Linked DNA regions of Sus scrofa: all the other regions are linked to region 2. A link is a contact called in public Hi-C, HiChIP or PLAC-seq and promoter capture Hi-C data. All regions are on one chromosome and are shown on one strand. The core of a region is the stretch at or near the end of the contact, and the rest is flanking DNA. Distances in the headings are between cores, read along the strand shown. Region 1 holds the start of POLR3E (DNA-directed RNA polymerase III subunit RPC5). Region 2 holds the start of LOC100524613 (cytochrome b-c1 complex subunit 2, mitochondrial). Region 3 holds the start of METTL9 (methyltransferase like 9). Region 4 holds the start of CDR2 (cerebellar degeneration-related protein 2).

The links. Promoter capture Hi-C pulls out the DNA fragments that hold promoters and counts their contacts. A called contact is a pair of places that touch in the nucleus more often than the background predicts. HiChIP or PLAC-seq counts read pairs in DNA pulled down with a chosen protein or histone mark.
Region 1: a contact with region 2 is called in a Hi-C map of skeletal muscle, with 3 times the contacts expected there. The contact joins the promoter of POLR3E here to the promoter of LOC100524613 in region 2. A contact is called at or near these places in 1 of 5 promoter capture datasets (fetal liver), 2 of 47 Hi-C or Micro-C datasets (heart right ventricle and skeletal muscle) and 2 of 2 datasets of contacts at active chromatin or transcription factors (alveolar macrophages and skeletal muscle).
Region 3: a promoter capture Hi-C map of liver shows a contact between it and region 2, with 6 times the contacts expected there. The contact joins the promoter of METTL9 here to the promoter of LOC100524613 in region 2. A contact is called at or near these places in 2 of 5 promoter capture datasets (fetal liver and liver), 2 of 47 Hi-C or Micro-C datasets (both in skeletal muscle) and 1 of 2 datasets of contacts at active chromatin or transcription factors (skeletal muscle).
Region 4: a contact with region 2 is called in an H3K27ac HiChIP or PLAC-seq map of alveolar macrophages. The contact joins the promoter of CDR2 here to the promoter of LOC100524613 in region 2. A contact is called at or near these places in 2 of 47 Hi-C or Micro-C datasets (heart right ventricle and skeletal muscle) and 1 of 2 datasets of contacts at active chromatin or transcription factors (alveolar macrophages).

What each region holds. Positions count from the first base shown.
Region 1 is chr3:23,878,938-23,883,500 of Sscrofa11.1, reverse strand. It overlaps POLR3E (DNA-directed RNA polymerase III subunit RPC5), which reads left to right and starts at 2,870. Exons shown (of 21, transcript XM_021086481.1): 1 at 2,870-3,020. TRNAL-AAG (a tRNA gene) reads left to right here and starts at 2,639; the gene lies at 2,639-2,720.
Region 2 is chr3:24,226,169-24,230,644 of Sscrofa11.1, reverse strand. LOC100524613 (cytochrome b-c1 complex subunit 2, mitochondrial) reads left to right here and starts at 1,814. Exons shown (of 14, transcript XR_002342381.1): 1 at 1,814-1,969.
Region 3 is chr3:23,717,740-23,722,257 of Sscrofa11.1, reverse strand. METTL9 (methyltransferase like 9) reads left to right here and starts at 2,105. Exons shown (of 5, transcript NM_001243367.1): 1 at 2,105-2,453. The coding sequence starts at 2,289.
Region 4 is chr3:23,794,354-23,799,221 of Sscrofa11.1, reverse strand. It overlaps CDR2 (cerebellar degeneration-related protein 2), which reads right to left and starts at 2,419. Exons shown (of 5, transcript XM_021086479.1): 1 at 2,055-2,419. The coding sequence starts at 2,133.

The DNA of each region.
Region 1 (4,563 bases), core at 1,621-4,120, 350 kb after region 2:
AAGTTTGAGATGATTTTCCTTTTGCAGGAGCAAAGGAGTGAAGAGTGGAGGGGATCCAGGACTGAACCCCCATGTCCATCCGCACTGCCCACAGCTGGAGGCGGACGCCCTTCGGCCTAACAGGCCTCTAGAATGGGGATGGGGGACAAATGGACAGTGTTTGATCTGTGGTGCTTGCCCAGTCCCCTCCACCTGCCCCATTAGCCACACCAAGGGGCAGCCGATTGGACCCGCCAAGGGACAGTCAAGGATTCTCCCCCTACATAAAGCTGCTGGGACCCCGTGGGTCCAGGAGTTCTGATGCAATATTCTGCTTCTCCTGCTTACTAGTTTCACATCTGATTGTCACAAGACAGCTGGGTAATGGGGCTCCAGGTCTGCAAGAAATGTGCAAAAGGAGGCCCTGTGCTCTGCCTTCTAGGATCAGCCTGTATCCCCACAGGCTTCTGTTAAGCATTCGGTTGAGTACGTTTGGGTAGGCACAGAGCTGAATTGCTCCAGAATATTCTGGCAGAAATATCTTTAGCTGTATTTGAGCCATTATCATGCAATTGATGTTCTTTTTTTAAATTTAAACTTTATTTTTTGAGGGTCTTTGGTCCAATTGACCCAATAGCCTTAGCTTTAGCAGAAAAGAGGACTTCATTACCATGATAAAGGGATGTCTCTGAAGAACATGAAATCTCCTGGGCTCTGGGAAGAATCTTGAGATGGGAGCCACAACACCATCAGGATTTCTCTATGATCCTCTGCTCTTCTTCTCATTTTTATCATTCTTTTTACGTACACTGGCTTCCTCTGTTTCTCTAGTCCATCTCACAGAATACGGCCACCCCAACTCCCACTTTCTCCCTAGTTCCAGTCAATCTCAGAGACTAACTCCAACCCTTAACACAGTCAAAATAAATCAGGAACTCATCTTGTCTCAGTTCAGATTGAGAATCTGAATGACCCAACCCCCGTCCAATATTTACCATTGAGCCCCTGGGACATGGTGTGGAAGAAGGGACCAGAGCACAAAGGTGGCTGCCTGGGGACCGACTTTGGATAGACTCTGGGCTGGTCAGGCAATTCCTGGAAAAGAGGGATCAGGCAGAGATTCCCCCAATTGTCCTCCTTTTGGAAAACCCAGCGCACAAGTGAAAAACAAATACAGTCTCTCCTGATACTATAACATTCTGCCTGGATCAATGTTTTCCTTGATCTCAAGGACTATTCCTCATTTAGCTTTGATCCCTGCTCTGCTCTTTGTGCCTGCTCTGGTCTAGATAGATGGCTTTTTCTGTATTTTTTAAAAGATTCCTTTAACAAACTCTCCCAGGACAATGAAATCTTTGCATATCAATACTTAACATGAAGGGAGGAAAAAAAGGGTTGAAGAGGAACTGAAGAGAAGGAGGAATATGAACTGCCCAAATATTAGGGTGTGTGCCAACTGGATATTTACCAGAAACTTGAATTTAACAACTTAATATAAACAACGTAAATTCCATATTCATAGCATGGAATAAATTAGATCTACATCTGTCAAAAATAAATAGAAAAAACATAACTAGAGTAGAAAAGCAAGTGGCAGAATGATATAAGTACAATATAGTAAGGTTTACATAAATGAAAAGCAAAAAATCATAGTATATATTGTTCCTGGGTATATGTACACAGGGGTGGACAGGTGGATAGAAAAGTATGAGAAGTGGACTGGAAGGATACGCATCAAATTCATGACATTTGGGAAGAGGCTTTTATTTTTATTTGTAATAGTCCATTTTTATTTGTAATGGTCTAATATTTTTAATGGATTTTTTAAAGGACAACATATTCGTACTTTTAATAACAAAAGCATATAGGTAGGGAAAAAAGTATACATAGGAAAAAAATTGAAAGTGAAATGCCACAACGTTAGGTGGTGGGTGTATGGATAATTGTTTTTTCTTTGCGCTTTTTCTGTATTTTTAAATATCTATATATGTATCAACCTGGATAGATATTTAAGAAACATAGTGGGGTGAAAAAAGTCAGCTGCAGATAATCATAGTATAATAATATTTATATTCATGTAAAAATCCACAATGATAAAAACGAAACACTCTCCATGGATATATCTATCCATATGAATATATCCGTATATATCCATATAAATTCACAGCAAAAGATCCAGAAGGATACACAGTGTACTAAGTGGAGGGACTTCAATGGGGGACAAAGGTAAAAGAACATTGGTACTTCGTCTGAAAAATTTTAATATTTTGCAATAACCCACATAAAACTTGTGTAACTAAAAATGAAAACACCTGAGCTTTTAGAGAAAACGGCCCACTCGAAAATCCCCCTGGTTTGGCTTTTGGAGCCCCTGGCGCAGGTTACTGCTGAAGTCCATGATGTCTTCCGTGTGGGTTAATTTAGGGTCTCCGGGTTTAATGCCCACTAAGAATACAGATTCTTAAACTGCTTTTCATTCTAAGATCGGTTCGGAACAAGACTGGTCTAAATATTAGAGGAAATATTTTATTTTCTGTACCTGGTATATTCTAAATAGTTCTATTAAGATGAAGTAAAGCACTTAAGCGGAAGAAGAAACGTACACGCAAATGCACATAAACGTATGAAGTAGTTTTCTGGAAGGCACTTTGCATAACCGGGTAGCGTGGCCGAGCGGTCTAAGGCGCTGGATTAAGGCTCCAGTCTCTTCGGGGGCGTGGGTTCGAATCCCACCGCTGCCAAGGTCAATCTTTTGACGGTTTGCAGCTGTTTTGCGCCAGCATCAGCGCCCCCTGCTGCCGGGAAGGGCTGGCTCACCTCATGAATGGAGCGGCGGAGGGGGGCGGGTCCGCGTGCGCCGGGGCGGGGCATTGTGGGTAAAAGGAAGCGCGAGGGCTGGCCCTGCTCCCCCCACGTGTCCGCCCGAGTTTCTCCACCGGCAACATGGCCGCTGCCTGAGAGAAGAGCCGGGCCGCCGCCGCCTCTGCAGCCCGCGGGTACCTGGGCCGTTGCAGCCGCCCGCCTGCGGGCCCCGCGGAGAGGTGAGTGCCGAGTGGGCTGCGCCTGCCCGGGCTGGAGCCGGGCCGCACTCAGGAGGTGGGCCTGGGCTGGGCTGCGGAGTAGGCCGGGAGGCCCGCGCCGCGCGGTGCCCAGAGGCCGGGGGCCGCTCGGGACTCGGTGGGGGAAGGACGGGCAACCTGCCTCAGTCGACCTGGGCCGGCCGCGGGCTTCGACCTCGGCTGGGCCCGGTGGTTGGTGAGGCCGCGGCCGAGGCTGCCGGCGGTGACTCAGGGGCCAGCCGCCTTGCCCCGCCCGGCTCAGGCGGGCCTCCTTATGGGAGCACCTGTCCGAAGGCAGCCGGTGACCTGCCGGCGTGGCGGCTCGTAGCGATGGCTGCGTGGTGGGCGTGAGAAGGGGGCCTGACCACCCGCGAGGGAGGCGAAACCCATTGGACAGTGTGGCTCGGGGCCGGCGGCCCGCCCTGATGGGCAGGGGGAGGATACCCAGGCCCTCTCCTGGCTGCTGAACCAGAGCAGCCTCCGCGCGGCCAGGCCCGGATTTCTTCATTCATTTATTCCAGCCACCACTCAGGGCTAATTGAAAACCAACTACGGGCGGCTGATACAGCCCTGACCATTTGGTCGGAAGAGGTGTCAGTAAGCACGTCAAGTAAACCAGTAAATAAATAAACAAGGTCGCTCTGTTGTGTTAGCTTTAGAATCGTTGGGGCTTGGGGGCAGAAAGAGCTCTTAGCAAGCTTCACAATTTCTTTATCTGTGAAATGGGGATAACAGAATTCCCCACCTCATAGGGTTGTGGTGAGGACTAAGTAGGGTAAGGCGGGAGAAGCCCCAGCTTACAGCATTTTGATTCCTGGCTAGATCTCCTACCCTTTTATATTGGAAGAAAATGTGCCAAGTTGTAACAAACCTGTCCTTGGCTTACATTTATACCTTATTTAACCCTCACCACAGTCCTCTGAGGTCGGTACTTTTGTTATCCCCATTTTAGGGATGAAAATAACGAGCAGTCCTAAGATCAAACAGCTCCAGGTGGGACAAGGGTAGCGAGCAGCAGACCTGGGATTTGAACTTACAGAGTTCTGCCTCAGAGTCCATGCTCTTACCCACCGTACTATCCTGCTTTTTGTTAAAGATGCCTGCAGCATAGTAGTTAAGAACCAGAATAAGGATCTTTTGCCATCAGCTAGACCTAGGTTTGTGTCCTAGCTCTGCCGTTCTCCAGCACTGTGACCCTGGGGTAAGTTAACACTCTGAACTTTGTTTTCTGCTTTCTTAATTGGAGATGGTAAATCTTGATTTAAAGGGCTATTGAGCAGAGAAATGGGAATATGTATTTTAAGTTCTTGGAGAAGGGAGGGTCTGACTCTAGTTTTAAGAGGTAATTCTTCTAGCCCCTAGGCTATCCTTCCCTTGAATGGAAGTGGAAAGGGATGACCCAAAGAGGGGGGGAACGTGTGGAGGGGCACACAGCCAATAAGAACCCGGACCTTGAGACTATTTGCCCAGGGGCCTTTCCCCTTAACTCCGAAGCATCTTGTCCTCACCCTATCTCACTCCCTCT
Region 2 (4,476 bases), core at 565-3,064:
TTTGCATCAAATCTGTGTATCAAATTGGGGATAACTGACGTATTTACTATGTTGAGTCTTCTAATCCTTGTACATGATATGTCTCTATTAATTTAGGTCATCTGTGATTTTTTTTTTTTTTTTTTTTTTTTTGTCTTTTTGCTATTTCTTGGGCCTCTCCCGCGGCATATGGAGGTTCCCAGGCTAGAGGTCGATTCGGAGCTGTAGCCACCGGCCTACGCCAGAGCCACAGCAACATGGGATCGGAGCCGCATCTGCAACCTACACCGCAGCTCCCGGCAACGCCGGATCGTTAACCCACTGAGCAAGGGCAGGGATCGAACCCGCAACGTCATGGTTCCTAGTTGGATTCGTTAACCACTGCACCACAACGGGAACTCCTATGTTTTTTTTTTTTAATTGTTTTAGTTTTCAGCATTTTCAGAACAAACAGTTCGTGTTTTGTTACCCAGTTATTTTTCAACTAATCATTAAGATTTTTTTCCTTTTTCTGGTTTTATTTCATTTACATGTTCACCTACTGTACTGGTTAGTTTTTGTTGTTTGTGAACTCTAGAAAATAGGCATCACACTGAATATAGTTACTTAATGCTTTTACATTTAGCATTGTTTCTAAGACTCACTGATGTCATAAAAGAAGAAACTCATTACCAGCACTACTTGCCATAATATTCAAAATAAATATACAACTATTAAAATAGAACAATGTTCATTTATGTACCAACTTAAAATCATCACATGCATCACTGTGTAAGTGTATCACATTTTCACCACCGGGTATTAGAAGTCGCCTGGTATCTCCTGTTAGATAAGGCGGAGCAATTCACCCACAAGCCAAAGAAGACCTAAGTTTGTGTATGCTTTGTAACATCTACAGTACCAGCCCTTATGAAATTTTAATGCACATATGAATCAACTTGGGATCTTGCAAAGGTGCAGATTTTGATTCTATATGGAACCTAGATTCTGCATTTCAAACAAACTCCTAAATGATATTGATGTTGGTTTCCCAACCACGCAAAGTGGCAGGGTACCAGACTGTTAAGTCCCTGAAGGGCAGGGATCATGCCTTATTCTTTAGAATAGTGTCTGGCACAGGCAACGGCTAAGTTACTACTCGTTGAAGAAAGCACTGAATTCGCTTCCCCCCAGTCACACGACTCCCAATAAGCAACCTTCAGTTCCAGTCTCTCGCGCGAGCGCACCACTACTATTCAAAATTTTTAATCTAAGACAAAACTATAGCTCAGTTTTTATTTTCTACGTAATCCCAGTCTAGAATATAAATTCCATGAGAGTAGAGACCTTAGTTGTGAGGATTTCCTAAATTTCAGTCTCCCCGGACCTGATCTGGAAGTAAGAACAGCGAATTCTCTGGGTAAGGCCTCTGCTCTCATGGAGCTAATGATCTAGCGAGGACTTCAAGCGAGAGGCGATCACACCAGGTTTCTACGTCCAAGCCTTTGCTGCAGGGCAGCCACGGAGACCCGCTCCCAAGGCCACGGCCACCAGGCAGTGGGAAGTCCTGGAACTCAGTCGCCGCGGGGGGGAAAGCCCCGGGCAGGGGCTCTTTCATTGGACAGTCCAGATCGGGAGAATCCAAAGTGGCGGGGGTGCTGGATGGGCTGTCCTAGACGTAGAAAAGGACTACAGAGTGGATATCCGCGCCAGGAAGAGAAATCTAAAAGTGGTCATTTAAATTGCCTTCTGAATATTTCCTTACGAAATTATGTGTCTCCCTAGCCTGCGTCTTGGAGGAATTGGACTGGTCCAACCTCCTCCGGGGAGCAGTAGAGCGCAGGCGGGTCGTGTAGAGAGGCCCCTCAGTAGGCGTGGGAAAGAGTGTCGCGGGGAGAGTTGGGCCATTCCCGCCCTCCGCCACCATCTTGCTCTCCTGTAAGGCGGTTGTGACCGCGGGTCCGAGCAATCTTAAGCCATGAAGCTTATAACCAGAGCCGGATCCTTCTCGGTGAGCACAGCCGGCGGGCTTGGGGCAGGGTTGGGAGAGCAGTTTGTTAGCAAGGTCATACGGACAGGAGGTGCCTGGTTTGGGGTCCCGGTGCCTTGGGCTCTGTTCTGCCCTTCAGCTGAACCCTGCCGGCCAAGTGGTCTGCAGGCTGGGTGGGTCGGGCGGCCGAAGGACAGCTCGTGGTCTGAGTACCGGAGACCCAATGCCGGAAAACCGAAAGAGAGGGAGAGGGTTTGAGAGCCGAGGTGCAGCGACTGGGCGTGGGAGACCTTTGAAGGTCATTAGTGCACTTTGCTGGAGAAGGCGACCGCCAGACCTCGGACGCAGGAGGCCGGCGTAGACCTACCTGTCAGCCTCGGCCCCCCGTCCCTACCCGTCAGCCTCGGCGTATGCTTCTTGGCGTATCACGGAGCATCACCTTTTCCAATGGGCTTATGAGTATGATCCTAAGGAAGAAATGAGCTAATGTCTTTGTAGCGTTTTTCGCAGTGCCTGGAAGTTGTTACTGTGGTCTCCTGCTTTTCTTGATCTCTTGTCAGAGTTTATCCAGGAGGGGTTCTTGGCCTGCCCTCAAGAGCTTAAGCTCATTCAAGCCAAGCCGGAGTGAAGCATAGCTGTTGTCTGGGGAAATCTCCTCTAAGTGTCAGTGTTATATGTGTGGAACGGTAGTTATGGGGGGGGGGTCTTGTTCTCAGATTGAAAAATCTCAGCAAAGCCGCCTTTGTTCCTAGGAGACAGTTGGCAATATCTAGAGACATTTTTGGTTGTAACAACTTGTGGGGGAGTTCTGCACCTGAACATCCTACAGTGCCTAAAGCCATCCACGGCAAAGAATTGTCCAGTCCCAAATGCCAAAATTACCTGGGTTTGCAAGGTAACCTAGGAACCTGATAGAAGGAGGTGCAAAAGACCAGGGAATGGAGTTTCTCTGCACTTAATGTTTAAGTAGATAAACTATGAATTGTACAAATAGCCCTAATTTAGTCTACAATTGTCTTACCCTTCCTAACACCCCTAGACAAACCAGTGATTAGAGGAAAACCCAGTTAGACTGGGCAAAGATCTCCAAAGCTCCTCCTCCATTCCATCCATCTCCACTTTCCAGTAGGAAAAAAATACTCAGTTCCCATCGTGGCTCAGTGGAAACGAATCTGACTAGAATCCATGAGGACACAGGTTCAATCCCTGGCCTTGCTCAGTGGCTTAAGGATCTGGCGTTGCTATGAGCTGTGGTGTAGGTAGTAGACACAGCTCAGAACTGAGCTTGCTGTGGCTGTAGCGTAAGCCAGCAGCTACAACTCCGATTCCCTAGCCTGGGAACCTCCATATGATATGCCACAAGTGCAGCCCTAAAAAAGCAAAAAAAAAAAAAAAAAAAAAAATAAAATTAAAAAAATTTTTAAAATAAAACAGTAAAATCACTAGGAGGGTTAACTATATGAAACTAGGAACCAGCTTAATACAGCACTGATGCTGAATGCACAACCAACAGCCTCCACCCCCTGGACAACACCGAGGGGCATTGCAGCCTCTGAAGGAGGGGGGTCCTTAGAAAAATCTAGTAGCATGTTTGTTTGATCCTGGGAGTACTGAGGATTAACTCTCAGCATCTCTAGTAGTCACCTTATGACCCTTCCACATCATCAAAATGAGGCATTTTGTATCATTTGCCAAAAAAACCTGATTGCAGTTCAGCATTTTGGATCCATAATCTGACATATAAGAGGACCCTTTTACCCTTAATACTGTACATACCACTGTAGTGGGTACATATAGTATATTGAGAATCTGCTATGGATGAAGTTATTGTTCATCTCATGGTATATTAGTCAAAGAAGATAAAACCCTTGGTTGTATAGTATTAGTGTAACGCAGAAGAGAGTGAAGATTCTATGGGAAAAATTGGGGGCTTAGACAAAATTTCTTTTATAGACTTTATCCTTTTTAAAGGTTACCTAAAATGATTAAGGAATGAAATCGTATTGGAAAATAGGCCGAAAAGATGAAACTCTTTGGGCAGATAAGAGAAGCAGTCATGGTAAAATCTGTCTAAAAGGGTATGAATGTGCTATTCCACACTTTTCCAAAAAATTCCAAAGTATTAGAGCTAGAAAGAACCACTTGAAGCCTTAATAAGATAGTTAAAAGGTTTTTTTAAAAAACAAAAACAAAAACAATAGTTCCGTCATGGCACAGCAGAAACGAATCTGACTATGATCCTTGAGAACCAGGTTCAATCCCCAACCTTGATCAGTGGGTTCAGGATGTGGCTGTGGTGTAGGCTGGCAGCTGTAACTCCAATTCGACCCCTAGCCTGGGAACCTCCATATGCTGTGGGTGCAGCCCTAAAAAAAGACCAAGAAAATAGTAATGATTCTTTACATAGTAAGAAGTAAACATGGAGAACTCAGTATTCCTTCAGCTTCCACAAATCACAAAGAAATATTTTAGAATGGCATGGGGAAACTGGTGGATGAGTCAATCCATAACAAGTTAATCGGCTAAGT
Region 3 (4,518 bases), core at 856-3,355, 510 kb after region 2:
CTGAGGGCAATGTGAACTTCTGCTTAGTATATTTACTCTTGCTGTTTTCCTTCCTCCTCATTTGTAATTCAGGAGGCTCTCTGAGAAGAGACAGACAGCAAGGCTTCTTACATGGATCGAAGGACCGTGAGCTGGGATACCAGGTTCTATGAAAAGGTCTGCTATTGACTTTGCTTTGCTCCCTTTACGCAAATCATTTGATCACGCTGTGCTTTGGTTTCCTCCTGTGCTTGCTAAGGGTAAATGACTTCTTCTCGAGGATCTGGGGGTTATTATAAAGCATTTTAAATGTGTGTGATTTACTTTTCCAGACCAGCTGCTCAGGTCGAAAGTGAACACCTGCTCCTTTGAGATGCTAGGCTTGGTGGCAGTCAACTGACCCCCCCCCCCCAGTCCTGGAGAGGACAGCAGCCATCTAGTTGCTTCTTGTTCATCTGATGCATTGTGCAGTCTCTGAGCTGCAGCTCATCAGGCTTACTGTACAGTTAGGGGGCTTATCTTTTGATCTCCTTTGTCCACAGAAATATGTTCTTTTATATAGGCATGCTGCTTTTACCTCCTCCCAGGGCCCTCCCTCTAAAAAGATGAAGGCTTTCTTTGGCACAGAGCTGCTTTGACTGTGACATTGATCCCAAGAGACAGTGGAGAGAGGTGACACGGTAAACAAACTGAACTATCTGGGCTTGCTCCTATAGTTCCTTTTTGATGATTTGGGCCAGGACCACTAGGGGTTTGAACTAGATTTAGTAAGGTGCAGGCTCTTGGGGTTTGGCAGGAAGCAGTCAGGGAGTATGCTGCAAAGAGAATACAAAGCACCCTCCCCCTTTCCCTGGCCTGCCCTTTTTTTTTTTTTTTTTTTTGGTTTGCTTGTTAGGCAACAAGATGTCCCTTTTAGCCAAAGGTGCCAAGCTGAGTCTCAGAAGCCAATAAAAATGTCTGTGGGTAAGGGACAGTTTTTTCCCTCATCAGTGGATCACCACAGCCACTGTTAAAAGACAATCTCTGAAGTTCACTAATGGAGTTACCAGAAAGGTCTATTGCTTTTGTTTGAACGAAGATAAAGTGTATTTACATGATTTCTAGTGCAGTTAAATTAAAAGCATTTTCTAAACGAACCTAGAAAGGTGTTAAAGCGAGAGGGCCCATGAAATAGGTCACTCACTTGTAGCTTAGGTGGCAGCAGGAAGAACTTCAGACACAGGAACACAGTGTAACCCTTCAGTTTTGAAACGTTGCTAGGTCTTCCCGTGCTATAAATGATCAAAGAAACATCTGGGTAAATATTGCTCCTAAAGCTTAGCTGGCTTTAAGGAGTGTTGGGTCTGACTTCCGTTAGTTCAAGGAAACAAGCATCCAGGGACTCTTAATTTGGGGTCTTCGTTCTTGGACAGAGTCATTAACACACCAAAATATTACGTGCAGGTGTCCCAGCTGCAGGAACTTCCAACAAAGGCAGAGCTTTCGCTGATGCCTCTTAGGAACAGTAGCCAGCAACTTGCCAGGCCTGGGGGACTGGGCGGGGAGGTGGTGAAGGGTTGGAGGTAGCCCTTCCCCTCTAGATGCCCATTCGCTTGGCAGGGTGGAGATCCTGGGGGTGGGGGCCTGGCTGGTCGGCTCTAAATGTAAATAGGAAGCCACGCAACTGAGCCAGAAATAGTTACGAACTGACAGTCTCCGTCTCTGGCGAATACTTGGTCCGAGTGTCTGAATATACGAAAGGGAGGAGGCTCGCCGCCTGGGTCAATCTGCACAACCAGGTGAAAGACCCGCAGGGGGCTGGATGAGGGGCTCAGAGCAAAGACTCAGGGGAGGAAAGGCCAGAAGAACTACGGACACTACCTTGGAGGGATGGGGAGGCCTCAGTTACCGCCTTTGGAAACGATCTCCCCTGGCCTAAACATATTAAAACCGTTTCCGCCATTACAAGCCGACACCAGACGGGAGGCGGGAGCGCGCTCCCTTTGTCCCGCCTCCCGGGCGGACAGCCCATGGGGCGGAGGGAGCGTGCTCCGGAGGGGGCGCGCCGCAGCAGCGCGTACGTGGTCCGTGTGGAAACTGGCGCCCGCGGCGGCGGCGTTCCGCGGGCGGAGAGGAAGGGGGAGGCGAGAAGGCTGCGCACCGCCCGCTCTTCCCCACCCCCGCCCCCCGCCTCGGCCCTAAAAGGGGCTGGATGGGCAAGTTGGGCGCGATGGCTCGAGCCCGGGCAGCGGCAGCTGCGGCTGGAGGCGGCGGCACGTCCTCCTCGCCCCGGCGCCGGCGGTGATCGGAGCGAGCGGCCGCGGCCCCCGATGAGACTGTTCGTGGGCTGGCTGTGCCTGAGCCTGGCGTCCGTGTGGCTGGCGAGGAGGATGTGGACGCTGCGGAGCCCTCTCACCCGCTCCCTGTACGTGAACATGACGAGCGGCCCGGGCGGGCCGGCGGCGGCCGCGGGTGGCAGGAAGGACAACCACCAGGTACGCGGCCGAACCCGGGCCCGGCGGGGCGGGGGCGTGGCGGCCGGCCTTCCCGCGCTCGGCCGGGCTATTGTGCCGGGCGTCGTGGCGAAGGGGCCCCCGGGCCTCGCCCCAGCGCCCCACAAAGTTTCCCCCGCGTCTTCCCCGCCGGACGCCGGGTCCAGGCCCAGCGGTGCCTTTTGTTCCGCGGCGCGGCGGACGACGGCCTCCCGGGTCCCTCCCCCGCCCAGGCATGGGCGCCCCGGAACCCCACATTGTTCCCGGGTCCCGGGCAGTGATTGCAGGCGCTCGGCCACCTCGGCGTCGGCTCCCCGGAGCGGGACCGAGGAACTTTCGGGCCAGCGCGTGGTGACGGGGACCCACCTGGCACCGGGGCCTGAGATCTAAATAACCGGATCAAACCCATTACCCCGGACGGCCTTCATTACCCCTGAGAATCCAACCGAAAAGCCGGTCCCTCTTTTTGTCTGGTTGAATCTCTGAACGTACAAAGGGTCATAAAGAAATGTAACCGTGCGTCGTGAGCCATTTAACTCTCTGGCTCCTTCGGGTGACATTTTCCCTCTGCCTTTAAAAAAATGCGTTTGACAGGTCGTCGTCACTCTTGTCCTATGGAACCTTCCCTAAGGGAGATCTCCTTTAAACTTGGGTGTTGGTGTCTGACTGGCGAGATGCGATAGGAACGAAGATGGTGCGAGCATTTACTAGAAGGGTTTTGTTAAAAGAGAACTGGGCAAGAGTGTTTTTGTTTTTTGTTTTTTTTTAATGAGTTATGGTTCTGGATCGTGGAATGATGCGATGTGGCCGGCTGGGTAGTCTTCATTAGCTTAGGTTTGTGCCACTGAAGCCTGTGGAGGTCCTATCTGACCATAATGTCGTTTGCGGTTAACATTTCATTCATTGAAAAGAGGCTTTTGAACTCTGCCAGAGTGTTGGCATATCATAGCCAACATTTATAGTACATGTTGGCTTCTCAGAGAGCAGTAGCTAATTATTCCATCTTGTGTCTCATCATTTTCATAGCTTTCTCGTTTTCCTGTGTTACTTTTCTTAATATACCAGGTGTTCAGAGAGCAACACCCAGGTTGTTTTGATGTGTTTTCATGAAACTAGAGAATGATCTTAGGAGACAGAGCAATTCATTCAGAAAAATAGTATCTAGTTTTTATTTATTAAATATTTATGGTGGCTCTTTTTCTATTTTTAAAGGAAAACATACTTTTTTTTTCTTCTTCTTTTGTAATCCCACAGCTCTTGTACTTTGTTAGGTAATCACTCCTATGATATTGTTCGGAGTGTCCTTAAAGTTAGTAGGTGATCTTAACTTGTAAAACCACATTCTTGGCTATAGAGTAATTAGTCATTTTTAGAGTTGGGCTATACTGACACTGTAGTTAACCAAAATGTCCCATATCCATAAGGAACATGGATAATGGTGTAAAATAATAAATAGAAATGTCATTTCCAACAGTCGATGGACCTAAGGTTCTGGGTAGGATGAAAAGAAGACCTTTCCATTGATATGGAATTACGGTCAAATCTTTTGGCTGTAGGCGTTTATTACAACACTTGTGATTATCTCTATTGCAGTACACCTGATACTTTCAGTGCTCAAAAAAGAAATGGACTAATTTAAAAACTGAGAAACTAAGGAACCTGATTTTTGTGGATCCTAGGTAGAATTATAGCTGTTGACATAGCCTCAGAATATCCTCTAACAGATGATACTTTTTTTGTTTGTTTTTAAAGTTTTACTGAAGTATAGTTGATTTACAAGGTAGTGATAATTTCTGCTATACAACAGAATGATTCAGTTATACATATACACACATCCATTCTGTTTCAGATTCTTTTTCCACATAGGTGATCACAGAATATTGGGTAGAGTTCCCTATGCTATACAGCAGGTCCCTGTCGGCCAATCATTCCGTGTACCTCAGTACATGGAATATGTATATGGCATTGGCATGTAATTGGCATATGCCAGTCCCCCACCCCCAGTCCATCCCTCCTTTCCCACTACTTGTCCCCTTTGGTAACCATTAGTTTTTCAAAGTCTGTGACT
Region 4 (4,868 bases), core at 1,170-3,669, 430 kb after region 2:
ATTCCTGCCCCACACACTTGGTTATGACATAGAGGGTTATGTCAAAGTCCACTGTGGTAACAGATGTAAACGTCCTTTGAAAAGCATCGAACAAATTCCAAACGCAAACTGGCACTGAGGAAGTTTGGACCTGTGCCCTTTAGGGTTTCACGGAACTTGAACATCTGATGACTTTGTTTTGATCAGAGGTTAAAGAGTGTTGCATCGCACCCTAAAATGTGGCATCTGCTTCTCAGCAGACTGAAGTATGACAATCAGCTGTTCCTAACGACCTCCCACAAGGCGAAAGGGCAGTGTGGGCTAAGGCACCTGAGAGAAGAGAGCCATGAAAACAGGGATCTTGTTTGAGTGTCGGGATGAGCTTCTACTACCTGCTAAGTATTATGCTAGATTCAAACCAACCAACCAACCAACCTACCAGCCTGTACAGATCTACGCCTTCTAAACACAGTAAAAAAATACTTAGCTTTGATTACAGGATGAACTGCGGAATGTATTATAGGGGAATGCTGCAAGTGCACAGTGGTTGCCTCATAAATCCTGGAGAAAGTATCAAACTAGGCCATCAACCCTTAGGGGGAATTCTGAAAACAGGTTAAAATGTAAGACAAATGTGCCTTGTGGACCTTGTGAATATGATGGCAAATACGGCATGCACTGCAGCCACTGAAGAGCTTCGACTATATAAGCATAACGGTGAACTCCTGCGACTGTCCACTCCATACTGATGTAAGAAATTATCTCCCCCCTCCCAAAGAGCTCCTTATGTTCCTTTTCTAAGTATGAGTCATTTAAGCCCATATTCCCCAGCCCCCAAGTTCAATGGTTAGCATGAACAAACAATCACGGTCATTTAATAGTCAACTACATGAGGTGTTAATTTTTTGTGCCAGTTTAGAGCTGAAAAAGCTGATGTGCACAGCATTGCTGAAACAGAAGAGGCCTGGAGAAAAAAACAAAAAAACAAAAAACAAAAAACCCACAACTCCTGAGGAGTATTCAGCATCCAGGATGAGGGCTGAGAAAGTTTACTTTGGAGTTTGGAGTGGAACCCTAGCTCCCCCAACAGCAGTACTCAGTACTTCTTTGCCATAGCACTGCCCTACGAAATGAGCGAGCACCTGTGTGAAGGGGCCTGTTAGCGTCTGGCACACCAACAGCTTCCCCAGTTGCAAGTCCCTGCTATTAAGAGGCAAAAAACTGGCATTGGCTCCAAAGTGAAGGCCCCTCTAAGGTGTCTCTCTGGAGACAAGAAATCCAAGACAGGCTAGGGCCTGTTTTAAACGAACACCTGTTTTTAACTAGAAAGCAAGGGTGCAAATTGAAGGAAGGGGAATACCGCTGAAGTGCCCTCAAGTCATGTCCCTTGCATCTGGTGAACACAAGCAAAAATTTTCCCGCAACTGAAAAAGCCGTAAAACAGGTGGTGAAGAGATAAGGTTTGGGCAGAGGCTACGACGACTCCCCAGTCTGAGTGTGTGGCTTCATAAATACGTTCTCCCCCACTTAATCTGGAGGAAGGCACTTGGCAGCGTTAGTCTCCGCTTTGCCCATCTGGAAAATGGGGATAACACAAGTTACTCTCTCGCGGAGTTATGGTGCCCATCGAATGTGTGAAAAGGGCTAGACAAGGTTCCTGCCACCTGCAGCAGCTCACACTTGGCACCGACTGTGTTTTCTCCCGGAGGCGGAGAGGCAGCAGGGGCCCCTGAGCCCAGCAAGGGCTCCCCTCTCTGCTCCGAGTAATGCCATGGGGATTAAATCAGTTAATCTGGGGAAAGCGCGTCAAACGGTGCCTGGCGCCCAGCTAGCAGGAGGGGTGATGATGGTGATGCTGATATTGGTACCTGCGCAGAAGCCCGAGTCCCGCGCAGCGCAGTTCCCCGGGGCGGGATGGGCAGGCGCGACAGTCCCAACACCAGGTGAGCGCCAGACCTTCCCTGCACTTGGCATCTGTTGGCCCCGAGGAAAAGCAACTTTTTAAGTTTCGCGGCGGGAGAAGCCGTGAGCCGGCAGCGCCCCGGCCAGGCCCTGCCAGGCGACCGCGCCCTCACCTTGCTGGAGGTCCTGGTGGTCGTACCACGGCTCGTCCTCCTTCATCTCAAACTCCTCCACCAGGTTTTCCGCCAGCATCTCGGCCGGCTCTTCCGGGGGCAGCGGCCCCCGCCGCCGCCGGCCCGCCTCAGCCGCTGCCCCGGGCTTTCCGCCGGCCCCTCCGCCCTCGGCCAGAGCCGCCCTCGGGCGGGACGCGCCGCCGCCCTGGCTCTGCCGCGCAGTCCGACCACAGCTAGCCGCCGCTGCCGCCGCGGGGCGGCTCGCAGCGCAAGCCTCGGACCGGCTTTCCGACTCGCCTCGCGCAGCTCAAAGAGTCCCAACGGCCAGCGCCCAGGCGCTAGCGCCCCGGCCGGCGCCCAGAGCCGGCTCCTCACGCCGCAGCCCGGCCCAACGTGGCACTTTGGCAGAACCCTCCCCGATCTGGGCTGCGATTCAAACCCCCGGCGGCGCCTCAGCCAATCGCGAGAGGGATGTCGGCCGAGCGGCAGCGACATCGTCCAATCCCGTCTCACTGCAGTCCCGCGGTTCGCCGGGTTTCAAGGGCAAGCAGCCAATGGGAACTCCGGGGGAAACAAAGAAGGCGGGAAAAGGGGAAGGGGTGCGGCCGAAGGTCCCGCCCCTCTCTGCTTTGAGTAGCTACTGGGCGTATTCGCGTTACACAGGTGTGGATGTGGCGGCCTCAGCGGCCACTGTGGTGGGTGTCGGGCGCGCTGGCCAGTGGACTGGCTGCGTGGGCGTGAGGGGCGGGAGTCTGGCCTCGGAGCATAAGGCAGTTGCTGGCAGGCGGCGTGAAGGGTTCCGGGATCCTGAGATCCGCTGTCCCGCCGGCCTCTGCTGGTCTTTTCACGCCCAGATTTGGTCTCCTCTACGCAGAGAAATTGAGGGTCGGTCGAAAGTTTAGGGCTGTTAGCTATTTTCTCCTTGATATCTGAGTACAATCAGCTGAGGATTGTACTCACTCCCCCTGAAACGGTGAGCCTCAAACCCACTTGAGTATCTGGGGACAAACAGGAACCGGTGCAGTTGACGGTAACTTAGCCTTAAAAAAAAAAGAAAGAAAGAAATTGCAGGCATTTTTGCATACTTTTAAAAAGATTCACAGATCACAGGACTCTGGAGTCATAATGTTAACACCTGCAGAGAATGCAGTCGAAGCACTAGATGGCCAGCAGAGCAGTGAACACTCGTCTCCAAAGACAATAGCAAAATAAATAACTGCCGGTAGGTTGTGGATTTCACCAGCATTGTGCAGACAAAACACAGACATTTTAAAATAGGGTTACAGACCAGAAGGTCAGTGTTCTCAGCCTTGATGTAACGGTAATGCACAGCTGACAGACAACGGTGCTGTCTCTTAAAGTAGAATGCGCACTAATAAACGTAGAAGGACTTACGGTGTTAGAAGTAATAAAAGCAGAAATGGTAAACTGATAAATTCTTTTCTTCTGAAGCCAAATATGCTAAAAGGTAAAATGTTACTGATAAATTTTTTATTGCTAGGCTAAGACAGAAGCTAGGTTGTGCGTCTAGCTAGTCTAGCCTGTACTGCTCTAATTGTCAATATTCTGGTAGAGAAATTAGTCCCTAGCCGAAAGAAAATAATCACACCCAACTATCTTTTTTTTTTTTCTTTGCTTTCTAAAAAATTTATTTATTTATTTTGTCTTTTTAGGGCTGCACCCATGGCATATGGAGGTTCCCAGGCTGGGGGTCAAATCGGAGCTGTAGCTTCGATCTACACAGCTGATGGCAATGCTGGATACTTAACTCCCTGAGGGAGGCCAGGGATCAAACCTGTGTCCTCATGGTTGCTAATGAGATTCGTTAACAACTGAGCCACCGCAGGAACTCCAAACTCAACTATCTTAATTTAAAAGTCACTATGGATAGAGCTCTTTGGAAAGAGAGATGATTGGATTTAGGATTTGTGGATGGTGATTTGTGGAAGCTGAAGGGGCAGAAACATGTCTCTGATCGCTAAGAGACAGTTTTTTAGTCTCTAATCTGCAAGATTGAAAGTGCTGACTTTTTCCTCCATGGCAGAAGCTTGTTTTTGACTCCAAATCAAATGGGAAAGTGCATCGAAATGCTCTTTTAGAGTCTTCAAAAATCAACAAGAAACATAACAACAATGAAATTCAAGAATGATCCGGAGATAAAAGTTACTGATGATTTAAAATGGCACGGCAAGAAAACCCCAATACAATCCCCCCCCAAACCCAAATATAACAACAATAAACTCAGCCTTTTTGTATTAGTGGGTTGTTTCGTTTTTTCTTCTTGGCCACACCTCAGCACGTGGAGGTTCTGGGGCCTGGGATCCAACCTAACCACAGCTGTGACAAAACCGAGGCCACCAGGGAACCCTATAGGTTCTTTTTAAGGACACTATTTGGGGAAACTTCCCTCTCACCTGAAAAAGCTTGAACAAAAATTGCCTTGAACAAGAAAATTAGTTTTTAATGCTAAAAGCCTAGCTTTGGAGGGGTCTCCCTCATTCTTGTAGAGTCATAGCTGAAAAGCAATCATCAGTTGCCTCTTCAGCAATATTATTATTTGGTTTTGTAATTGGTTAGTGAATAACAACTGAAGTTGATTCTAAAAGGAGGCTTTGGGGTTTTCATTTAATAATTCATGCATATTTAGTGCATCTACCTGCTCAGCCTAATTGTTCCCCCGTTTTGCTACATTTATTTATTTATTTATTTATCTTTTTAGGGCCGTATCCTCGGCATATGGATGTTCCCAGGCTAAGGGTCAAATTGGAGTTGTAGCTCCTGGCCTACACCACAGCCACAGCAACGCCAGATCCG